Regions from separate parts of the Mus musculus genome. Here region 1 is linked to region 2. The links are chromatin contacts, called in public Hi-C maps. All regions are on one chromosome and are shown on one strand. Each heading gives the region's core, a stretch centred on a gene start, on an enhancer-like site or on the middle of the called end of the contact. The rest is flanking DNA. Distances are from core to core; before and after follow the strand shown.

The links. Hi-C and Micro-C count contacts between places; a contact is called where the count stands out from the background.
Region 1: a Hi-C map of double positive thymocytes shows a contact between it and region 2, with 3 times the contacts expected there. The contact joins the promoter of Rab44 here to the promoter of Fgd2 in region 2. A contact is called at or near these places in 2 of 39 promoter capture datasets (liver and stem cell-derived epiblast-like cells), 3 of 484 Hi-C or Micro-C datasets (the G1E-ER4 cell line, double positive thymocytes and nephron progenitors), 1 of 115 datasets of contacts at active chromatin or transcription factors (large pre-B cells) and 3 of 9 other capture datasets (liver, macrophages and pancreatic islet).

Annotation. Positions count from the first base shown.
Region 1 is chr17:29,110,786-29,116,557 of GRCm38.p6, forward strand. Rab44 (RAB44, member RAS oncogene family) reads left to right here and starts at 3,396. Exons shown (of 14, transcript NM_001364848.1): 1 at 3,396-3,450.
Region 2 is chr17:29,357,810-29,363,330 of GRCm38.p6, forward strand. It overlaps Fgd2 (FYVE, RhoGEF and PH domain containing 2), which reads left to right and starts at 3,105. Exons shown (of 16, transcript NM_013710.4): 1 at 3,105-3,348. The coding sequence starts at 3,284.

The DNA.
Region 1 (5,772 bases), core at 2,146-4,645, 250 kb before region 2:
TCCTAGGGTCTTTTGAGACAGGGTTTCACTATGTAGCCCAGGCTGGTTTCCAATTGTCTATGTAACCAAGGCTGGCCTTGAACTTTGATCCTCCTGCCTAACTATCTTAGATGGTTTATACCCTTTGAACCCACTTTCAGGGTTATCACCTCTATTTCACTGATGAAACAAACAACAAAACCCAAAGCCCCCTGTCTTAGTCAGGGTTTCTATTCCTGCACAAACATCATGACCAAGAAACAAGTCGGGGAGGAAAGGCTTACACTTCCATACTGCTGTTCATCACCAAGGAAGTCAGGACTGGAACTCAAGCAGGTCAGGAAGCAGGAGCTGATGCAGAGGCCATGGAGGGATGCTCTTTACTGGCTTGCTTGCCCTGGCTTGCTCAGCCTGCTCTCTTATAGAACCAAGACTATCAGCCCAGAGATGGTCCCACCCACAAGGGGCTTTTCCCCCTTGATCACTAATTGAGAAAATGCCTTACAGCTGGATCTCATGGAGGCATTTCCTCAACTGAAGCTCCTTTCTCTGTGATAACTCCAGCTGTGTCAAGTTGACACAAAACTAGCCAGTACACCCCCTAAAAACCATGGCCAACAAACTGAAGTCCCAGGTTCAATACTCCCAGGGAGTGTCAGAGTCTTAAGATCTATCATGAAGCCTGCTGGTCACACAGCCTACTTGATAAGCCAGAAAGGGGAAGTGGTAAGGATTCCAAGTAGGGACTCGGGGACCAACTGTGTTAAGATGAAATCTTTGACGTAACCCAGGCTTTCTCAATATTCCGGAAACGGCTGCCCAGATGCTATCTGGTTCCCATCTTCTGAGGCCCTGCTGCCCACCCAAGCTATGATAGACATATTTTGGAACTGGCAACTGGAGGAGGGGACCTAGGTTGCTCTCTCCATCATGCCCCAGAACAGATAGTGTCTGTGTCAGCGTTTACCACACTGTGACAAGAGATCACACAGCTGGGAGGGACCAAAAGTCAGTCTGGAAGCTTTGTTAGTTATTATCATTATTTCTTGGTTTTAATCCTTAGTCCCTAGCTTGCAGGAAGCCTTCTACCACAGGGTAGAAAGAGGCTCCCTCGAGTCATCCTCTGACTGCATGAGCAAACTGTGGTTTGCACATGTGCACAGTGGCAGGTCCCCAAGGATCTGGGACCAACTACATCGTAGAAGGAGAGAACTGACACCTGCAAGTTGCCCTTTGACCCCCACATATGAACCTCATGCGGCATGCATGTGCATCTCCCCACATCCTCCACCTCTCCACACATATGTACACACCCCTACACAAGTATTTGCACAAAATAAATATACACAAATATACACAAACTACATAAATTAATAAGTGTTATATAAATATATAAATGTGTATATAATATATATATGTGATATATATATATAAATATATATATATTTATATTCTTTTTTCTTTTTGGTTTTTCAAGTTGGGGTTTCTCCTGCCTCACTGGAACTCACTGTATAGACCAGGCTGGCTTCGAGCTCACAGAAATCCACCTGCCTCCACCTTTCAAGTGCTGGGATTAAGGGTGTGTTCCACCACCATCTCCTGAATAAGTGTATTTTTTTTTTAATGTCTAAAACTTCAATCTAGTAGGGATGATTATAGAATTCAAGTGCTCTGGCTTTTGTGGCCGTAACCCATCCTCCTAAGGGCTAATTCAATACAAAATCTCTTTATTTACACGGAATGGTGTCTTTCTTATGCATGAGGTTCTTACACACGTTTGAGTGTATTGCTGTCTTTTTTTTTCCTTTTCCTTTTTTTTTTTTTTTTTTTTTTTTTTAAATCTCTGAGAAAAAGCCTAGCCATGTAACCCAGGCTGGCTTTGAACTCAGATCCCCCTGCATAACTCAGATTCCAAGTGCAGCCCCAATCCCATCCTGTACCACAGGATGCTCATTCCCGTCCTGTTCTACAGCATCCTCCATCCGTCTTCACGCTCTGGTACCATCATGCTCCGGTACCACGCTGCTCTCATGATTGTTGGTCTGCAACCTATTAGCTTAGTCTGTTTCCTAAGAAGGAAGCTTGCTGCAAGCTCCCCTCCTGTCAAATATGCTGTCCTTGAGTGAGGACCTGAGGTGAGGGGGAGGGTCTTAGTTAGGGTTTTACTGCTGTGAACAGACACCATGACCAAGGCAAGTCTTTTTTTTTCCTATTTATTTATTTAATGTATGTGAGTACATTGTAGTTGTACATATGGTTGTGAGCCTTTATGTGGTTGTTGGGAATTAAATTTAGGATCTCTGCTTACCCCGGTCGGCCCTACTTGCTCGGTCCCTGCTTGCTCCAGCCCAAAGATTTATTTATTATTATAAATAAGTACGGGGCTGGTGAGATGGCTCAGCAGGTAAGAGCACCCGACTGCTCTTCCAAAGGTCCTTAGTTCAAATCCCAGCAACCACATGGTGGCTCACAACCATCTGTAACAAGATCTGATTCCCTCTTCTGGTGTGTCTGAAGACAGCTACAGTGTACTTACATATAATAAATAAATAAATCTTAAAAAAAAATAAGTACACCGTAGCTGTCTTCAGACACACCAAGATCAGATCTCATTACGGATGGTTGTGAGCCATTATGGATAGTTGCTGAGATTTGAACTCAGGACCTTCGGAAGAGCAGTTGTTGCTCTTACCCACTGTGCCATCTTGCCAGCCCCAGGGCTAGTCTTATAAGGACATTTAATTGGGGTTGGTTTACAGGTTCAGAGGTTCATCCCATTATTATCAAGACAGGAACAGGGCAGCATCCAGGCAGGCATGGTGCAGGAGGAGGTGAGAGTTCTACATCTTCATCTGAAAGCTGCTAGCAGTAGACTAGTTTCCAGGCAGCTAGGATGAGGGTCTTAAAGCCCATACCCACAGTGACACACCTACTCCAACAAGACCACACCCACTCTAACAAGGCCACACCCATTCCAACAAGTTCACACCTTCTAAAAGTGCCAAGCATATACAAACCATCACAGGGGTATTGTTCCCCTGTGGCATTTTCTGCACCAGTTGTAGCCACAGAGGCTTCTCTTGCTTGACCTTCCTACTGGGCTGAGGACACTCTGGCCTTGTTACTACAGGCTGAGTGTGATGCGCGCGCGCGCGCGTAAACACACACACACACACACACACACACACACACACACACAGAACCTCTGCTCACAACCTCTCCCCAGCCCTAACTTTCTGCTACAATTCCAGGACCCAGGGCATCAGGCAAGACAGAAGGTGCAGCCAGGGCCCCTTTCCAGGGGAAGTTCCCTAGATGAACGCAGGAGATGAGGCAGCCAGGGAACGGAAAGGGGCGATTGGGCAAGAGACAAGACTGTTGACAGTTGCAGAGTGTGTGGGCTCTGTGGGCTGAGCAGACAGTGACCTCCTCACAGGTCCGGGAGCACCAGCAAACGGCAGCCTCTGAGAGGTGGGATTTGGGACTCACCCCAGCAGGCAATGCTGCTGTGTGGAGGGGCTGGGGAGGGACAGTACGGGTCCCATGCAGTTTCTTTTCCTTCTTTCTTTCCTTCCTTCCTTTCTTTTTTTCCTTCTTCCTTCCTTCGAGATGGGGGTCTTTCTATGTAGCCAAGGCTGGCCTTGAACTCACAGAGATCCACCTGACTCTGCCTCCTAAATTCTGGGATTAAAGGTATATACTGCCAACCGACTTTTTTTTTTTTTTTTTTTTTTTTTGAGATGGGGTCTTGTGTAGCTCAGGTTGGTCCTAAACTCACTACACAGCGGAAGATGACCTTGAACTCTTGATCTTCCTGCCTCCATCTTCAGGGTGCTGGGGTCATACTTCAAAGCCCAACTCCTGTCTAGCTTCTGAGTCTCAGGAGTGCAAATTGAACTTCCGTACTCCTGTACTGTCTGACAGAGGCCCGAGCTGTATGTATTACTCCTGTGAGTGAGGAGTAGATTGTGGACTTGTGAGATGGGGCAGGTCTTCTTGGCTTCTTAGAGACTCTGTTTCTCTATCCGTTAGTGAGTGAAGCTGGGGTGGGGTGGGGTGGGGTGGGACAGGCTATTGGGACTAGGTGGCTCTCGGGTGTTGGCAGTGGGAGACCATTGGCTGTGGTTGGCTTTTCCCAAGGTAAGTTTCACACTGGGCTAACCCAGTTTCTCACCTCTCTGTGACAAGATGGTAGGGATGGGAGATCCTGTAGTCTCTGGCAGATGTCAGGTTGTGGTCCTACTGTGTTGTGGTCCTACTATGTCCTCCGTTCTTTCATTCTTACATTTTGTTTATTTTTCTTTAGCCCAGCCCCCCTCCTCTCCAATTCTTGATGGGAGGCCTCGGGGCCCTGTTCTATGAGCTAAAATCCATGTCTGTGCCATCGTGGCCAGCCATCTCTTGGTGGCTAGCAGCAGGGCTCATTGGCTTCCAAGTTTGCTCCAGGTGAGGGGAGAGGTGTAGGAGACACCTGGGGCTTGATTGTTTGACTGGTTGTGAGGGGCCTTTCATTGTGCAGGGTGTATAGGAGAATCCATCAGAAACACGGGCATGAGGCCGGAGGGTACCCTGCAGCTGACTACAGAAGGGTCTTTTGGAGTCACCAAGTGAAGGGTAAGGGTAATTGCCTAGGAGCTGAGTGTGTGGAGTGTGTGTGTGTGTGTGTGTGTGTGTATGTGTGTGTGTGTGTGTGTGTGTGTGTGAGAGAGAGAGAGAGAGAGAGAGAGAGAGAGAGGCTTTCATGGACTCACCAAAGAAGGTCCCCACTGTCTGTCAGTGACCATTCCTGCCTGTGACCAATTTAGGACATGCTATTATGGAATAGGGGTGTCAGGGTCAGTGATGGATGGCGATATCCTGACCTAGGATGACCAGTATTCTGACAGACTTGGAGGCCTCGCTGGCCTCAGGGTATAGTATGATTCCCTTCCCTAGATGTCTTTGCCTGGTGGAGCTGAGTGAGGTGACCCTAGGTACCACTTTCCTACGAAATGCCAGGGGACTTCTGGGAACACACTGCAGAGAGGTGTTCCCCACATTCGAAGAGCTTATTTGGGGATTTGAACTCCTCTGCCTCTGGAGGTCCATTACTGCAGGAGCCTCATCTGGCCAGGTCTGTGCCTTTATCCGCTCACAGGGAGTACACGGTGCTTCTGTGACTTTCTGAGCTCAGGGCCAGCCCTGGCTGCCCAGGAAGCACAGCTGGCCTGCATGTGGACAGCTCTGAAGTCTTTGTCCCATCCAGGGCTGCTTCCCTGGTGTGTCCGCTTCCTTACAGAGTCGTGGTTCCAGAAACGGCCCTGGGGAGGTCCGTCCTGGGTGAGACAGGCAGCCAGTTTCAAGGAGACTCACTCCTTCAGTTTCTGGTTGGCTCTGTGTGGAGCCCAGCTGTTACTTGGACGACTTTGAGCCTCATGCCCATCAGTGACATCATCACTGTTGTCAATGTGGCCTTTACCCAGCAGTCCCCGGGGACCCGACACCCAACTCGATCAGGGCCAACAAATATTTGCTAACTGCCAGCTGAATGCCAAGCACTGGTGTATAGTTTAGTAAAAGGTGATTCGAATTTGCAGGATAAACGAGTTGAAGACGTTTCTGAGAATGGAAATTGAGAAAGTGGAACCAGAAAGGGGGTACTCCTTGCTGGGGTGGCGTGGTTTTAACTTTAATTTTCTTGCTTGAGCCTCACATGATTCTGGTGGTAAATGTTACTCTGATTTTTGCTTTTCCTTAGCTTGTATGTGAGTGTGTATGTGTGTGTGTGTCTGTGAGCTTGTGAGCGTGAGTATG
Region 2 (5,521 bases), core at 1,855-4,354:
ACATTCAGGAATCAATTCTCTCCTTCTATCACGTGGGTTCTGGGTATGGAACTCAAGGTGTCAGGCTGGGCCTCAGTATCCTGCCCTGCCCGGCCCCCACATACATTTTTTGTTAACCGCTATTGGCATTGTTCTTACTGGAGACTTAGTTCCACAGAGAGATTGTTATCAAACATCTCTTGAGATTCAATATAGTGGCAACATTGTTTTTTTGGTTTCTTTTTTGATTTTTCGAGACAGGGTTTCTTTGTGTAGCCCTGGCTGTCCTGGAACTCACTTTGTAGACCAGGGTGGCCTCGAACTCAGAAATCCGCCTGCCTCTGCCTCCCAAGTGCTGGGATTAAAGGAGCGCCACCACCGCCCTGCTTGTTTTATAGGTAGGTACACATGTATAAACATGTCAATAAAACAGTGTTACTTTGGGGCTGGTGAGATGGCTCAGTGGGTAAGAGCACCCGACTGCTCTTCCAGAGGTTCTGAGTTCAAATCCCAGCAACCACATGGTGGCTCACAACCATCTGTAACAAGATCTGACGCCCTCTTCTGGAGTGTCTGAAGACAGCTACAGTGTACATATATAATAAATAAATAAATAAATCTTAAAAAAAAAAACGAGTGTTACTTTAGTAATTGTGTAGGTATGTGTCCATTTACATGAGTGTGTGTTGATACTTAAGAGTCCCCTGGGTTTGTTTGTTTGTTTGTTTGTTTTGGTTTTTCGAGACAGGGTTTCTCTGTTGTAGCCCTGGCTGTCCTGGATCTCCCCTGGGTTTTTAAATACATACAGAAATAATGTCATTTGGCATTTGGGGTTTGCTTAATCAGGACACAGAAGGGAAATCGAAAGAGCCACACATAGGTGGGGAATGAACTCTGGTGTGGACTGAGAGGGCTCATGGGGGTGAATTATTCTATTCTGTCTACCCTCGTGTATGTTCTTCATTTTTTTATGACAAAAAGTGCAAGGGGATCTAAGGTATGTTCTTCATTTTTTTATGACAAAAAGTGCAAGGGGATCTAAGGACGATGCTCAGTTGGTAGAGAGCCTGGCCGGCTCTGCATCCTCAGCATGGCATAAAACTAGCATTGTGGGGCTGGAGAGATGGCTCAGCAGTTAAGAGCACTTGCTCCTCTTGCAGAGGCCCTGCATTTGGGATTAGTGAGACTTAGTCCTCAGGACTGGGCTGGCCTCTGGTGGCAAACACAGCTGGGGGGTGGGGGAGCTCAGAGGTGCAGGGTTGCTGGGCAGGAGGCTCCAGGCTCACAGCTACCACAGCAGAAACTCTGCCAGGCACTTTGGGCTCCAGGATGGCTCACACTTGATCCGAGGACAAAGACTAGCTTCAGTGGAGGGTCCTGGCTCAGGATCCATGGGAGAGCAATGAATGAATGGCTTTCCAGCTTGAATGAGCAGAGCAGAGGCGCTGGTCACGTGTTCTAGAAACCCTGAGTGACCAAGAGGCAGATTTCCCTAGGGTGCTGTGATCAGGGGACCCTGAGGATGGAGTGCATGGAGGTCACCCTCCAGGTTCCCTGGGTCTTTGCTGGAGTCATAGGACACTTACCTGGGCTTCAGAAATGGCAGTTCTTCCCCTGTTCTTCCTGGGTGACCTCAGTCAGGTGTCTTGACTTCCATTGGCCTCCATTTCTGATAAGGGAGCACACTGTGTAACACAGCTATGGGAGTGAAAGAGAGGAGACTTGTTAGCTCTAACCCATAGGGGCTCTCCAACCCGGGCCACTAGAGAAATATCAACATCATTAAGACAAAAGCATCCAAAGAGGTGTTGGGGACCACAGGACCCCTTCCTGCATATCCTCACAGTCTGTGGGGTTTTTTGTTTTGTTTGCCCTATTTTTCTTTTTTTTTTTTTTTCCGGACAGGGTTTCTCTGTGTAGCCCCAGCTGTCTTAAAAGTTACTCTGGAGCTGGGCGTGGTGGCGCTCGCCTTTAATCCCAGCACTTGGGAGGCAGAGACAGGTGGATTTCTGAGTTCGAGGCCAGCCTGGTCTACAAAGTGAGTTCCAGAGCAGTCAGGGCTACAGAGAAACCCTGTCTTGAAAAAAAAAAAAAAAGTTACTCTGTAGACCAAGTGGGCATCAAACTCAGAGATCTGCCTGCCTCTGCCTCCCGAGTGCTGGGACTAAAGGTGTGTGCCACCACCAGTTCAGCTTTAGATGTTTTTTTTAGGGTAGGAGTACAAGAGATACAGTGTGTGTGGGTTGGAGCCCAGAGGCAACCTGAAAGAGTCTGCATTTTGGGTGGAGAATTGGTTCAGAGGTTAAGAGAACTTAGAAAGGACCTAGGTCCCATTCCCACAACACCCTCTTCTGACCATTGTGGGTACCAGGCACGAATGTGGTATAATAGACTCACACAGGCCAAACACTCATACACATAAAAAATAAAAGTAAATAAAAAGAAAGGAAAAGTCTATTTTTTTTCCACCATGTGGGGCTCCAGGGTTAGACTCAAGCTGCCAGGCTTGGCTACAAGTACTCTTACCCCTGAACCATCTCAAAGCCCACCCCATCCGACCCCATTTTTTTTTTTGAGACAGGTCTCACGTAGCCGAATCTGGTCTTATACTCATTACGTTGTCAAGGAAGAACTTGGACTTCTCCTCTCAAGTGGGTGCCATGGGCATGTGCCATGATACCCAGTTCTACAGTGCTGAGGATAAAGCCCTGGGCTTCCCGCATGCCAAGCAAGCATTCTCTATCAGCTGAGCTACATCCCCAACCCTGTGGTCCATTTTAATTTAAAAGCTGTTTTTCCATCAGCAGTGCACAGCGCCAGATGCAAGGAAGATGCTGAGAATGGTACTAAGTAAAACATCCCTGAGCCGTCCCCTTTCCCCCCATGCAGAGAATTGGATATCCAGGAAGCTGCTCATCCCAGGATCCGGCTCCAGAAACGTCCTGTGACCACTGTTGCCACAGCCCGTGCCTTCTCTAACAGGACTGGGTAGAAGTATCTGAGAGGTAAAGGTCAGATGCCAAGAGGGCCGGGCAGTACTTCACAGGCTCCTCCCACAGCAAGGAGAGTTTGACAGGCTCCTCCCACAGTAGGGAGTGCTGGCCTCTCTTCCAAGCTACTGGGACCACTTCCTCTTTTTTCACTCTGAAGATAGGAACTGCCCCAAGGCAGTCAGAAGCGATGGGCAGATTCCAGGCTGTGGTAGACCTGCTTCACCCGCTGGCCAGGGAGTGCTGAGGGCACCAGCCTATTGCCTCCCTCCCTGCTTCTGGGGTAACTGAGGACCACCTTGCAGGCTAGCAGGATGGAGCGAGCCTGTGAGAAGCAGGACTCAGTGTGCAACCTGGTGGCTGTGTTTGAGAACAACAGGTACAGATGGTGGGGGAGGGGTCGAGCCCTTCTATCTGATCTGGTACTTTGGGGCAGCACCTGGGGTCCCTCCATCCTGGGTGCCTGGCAGTACAGGCAACCACTGCTCTTGTGGTAGTAAGCTGGACAGGGTGAGCATGGGAGATCTCCAATCCATGCACACACACATCCCACTCACACCAGGACACAAATGGGAACAGGAAGGCGGGACACAGATGGAATGTGGCTGACTGGGACAAAGCAGAGCCATGCTCACCAGGCCTCTCTCCTAAGTTCCTTTCTATACCTCAGGGCTTACTCTGATGGCCCTAGGGTGTGACTTGTTTGGTTCCCATCATAGGGAGAACAGAAGAGGGGACACAGGAACTAGCTTCTTTGAATTTTGGGGCTGTGCTGGCACTTGTGTCTGAAGGGAAAAGACAAAGCCAGGAGTGGGAGGGGTCCTGAGTGGCCTTGGAGGGGCGTGAGTGTGAGACATGAAACCGCTTTGCAGGCCTGTGGTTTGGGAGTGCCTTTGGTCCTCTGGAAGCAGATAGAGGTTGGCCTCAGGAGGCTTAGGGGGAAGCTGTGGGGACCTGAGAGACGAGGGGAGGAGGGGCAGGTGGAGGGAGGGGCTGAGCCCTGGATTGTTGTAGAGGGTTCCAGAACCCGGGTACACCACAGTGAGTCCCCATGCCTTCAGCAGCTAGATGCTGGGTAAAGCAGCACTCTTACATGAAGATAAGGAGTCTGCCACCAGAGTCCCCAGCCCTCGGGAGCCACAAGAACAAAGCTTAGTGCCTAGAGTTCTGTGGAGGATGCAGGGGTAGATTTCTACTTGTGATACAAAGTTCCGTCCTTCTGAGACACCAGGCCACAGGCTTTAGATGCCCTGGGAAGGCCTCCACGCTGTGTTGTGGGCCTGCAGGCCATGCACAGGAGGTGCCTGGGGCCTCCACGTGGAAGCCCACATTCACCCCTGCAGAAGTTTCACTTCCTGGGTGAGCAGCCTGACTCTGCCTCTCCAGGAGCTTGGCTGAGTGCATCCTATTCAGCACCTGGGACAGCTCATTCCCACCGCCCTCTTGGCCCACCACACTCATGCTGGAGGGGGCGTAGGCTCATGTAGATGCCAGCCCTTGGGCTACTGAGTGGTGTCTGGCTGCACCTTGCAGGTAGAGTAGCCATACAGAGGAGTGGGTCACTAGAAGCGTGGTCAGGAGTGTGAGAGTCAGGCTCTGAGCAAGGGGACCATGCAGGCGTCTCTCTGTGGAGCCCTTGGTGCCTAGCTGATCTGAAACTGAGGGCTAGAGAGGAAACAGGCACAGGCCTGAGTGCTTAGAAATGCAGAAGCTGAAACCAAATGTACAGGAGAAAAACCTGAGACTCAGCACCCTCTCACCCAACCCCCTCTCCCTGGCTGCAGGCCCTGAGGCCAAGGAACTCCATTTTCTATGTCTGGAATGGGCCACCTCGGTCCTTCTTCCTACACCAGGCCCTGTGACCAGGACAATCACCTCAGCTCTCTGGGTCTCTCTGTCCTTGACATCAAGAGGAAAGACAGCTTAGCATGGAGGTTTGGATGTCAGCTGCCCCTACCTGCCCCACTTTCAGGTTCCCATCCTTTCTGCCTCAGTCTCCACATCTGCAGCATGGACGCAGGGACATTCTTTCTCATCGGGTTTGGAGGCTCGGTACCTGTCTGGCCTCCGTTTCCCTGTCTGTCTTTCTCGAGGGGATGCCTACCCAGCGCTGTCACCCTGGCTATCTCCCTGCACATGCCTGGCTCTGGCAGTGTGGGTTTCTCTGGCCTACAAAGGACTGGTAAATGCTGCACAGCAAAACTGTCCTGTGAGGGCTGAACCTGGGGAACAGGGACCCTGCTCTGCAGGATGGCTTTGTCCCCTGGTAATTGTGTGAAGGCCATAGGCATCCCTGAAAAGGCCCAGTTTCAGCATCTGAGTCCCTGCTCTGAATTACTCTCTGGCGCCCACCTTCCCTTGATGTATCGGGAGAGATACAGAGATGAAAGCAAGGGGGAAGAACATAGGTGGGCGTGATCCTGAGGGAGCCCCTGAAAGATCTGTGTGCCAAAGGAGGGGTTCTCTCTAGATGTGTTTGCATTTGAAACAGGGAAGTATGTAGTTCCCCAGAGAATAAAATAGGCCATAATGACTCATTTAGGGACTGATGG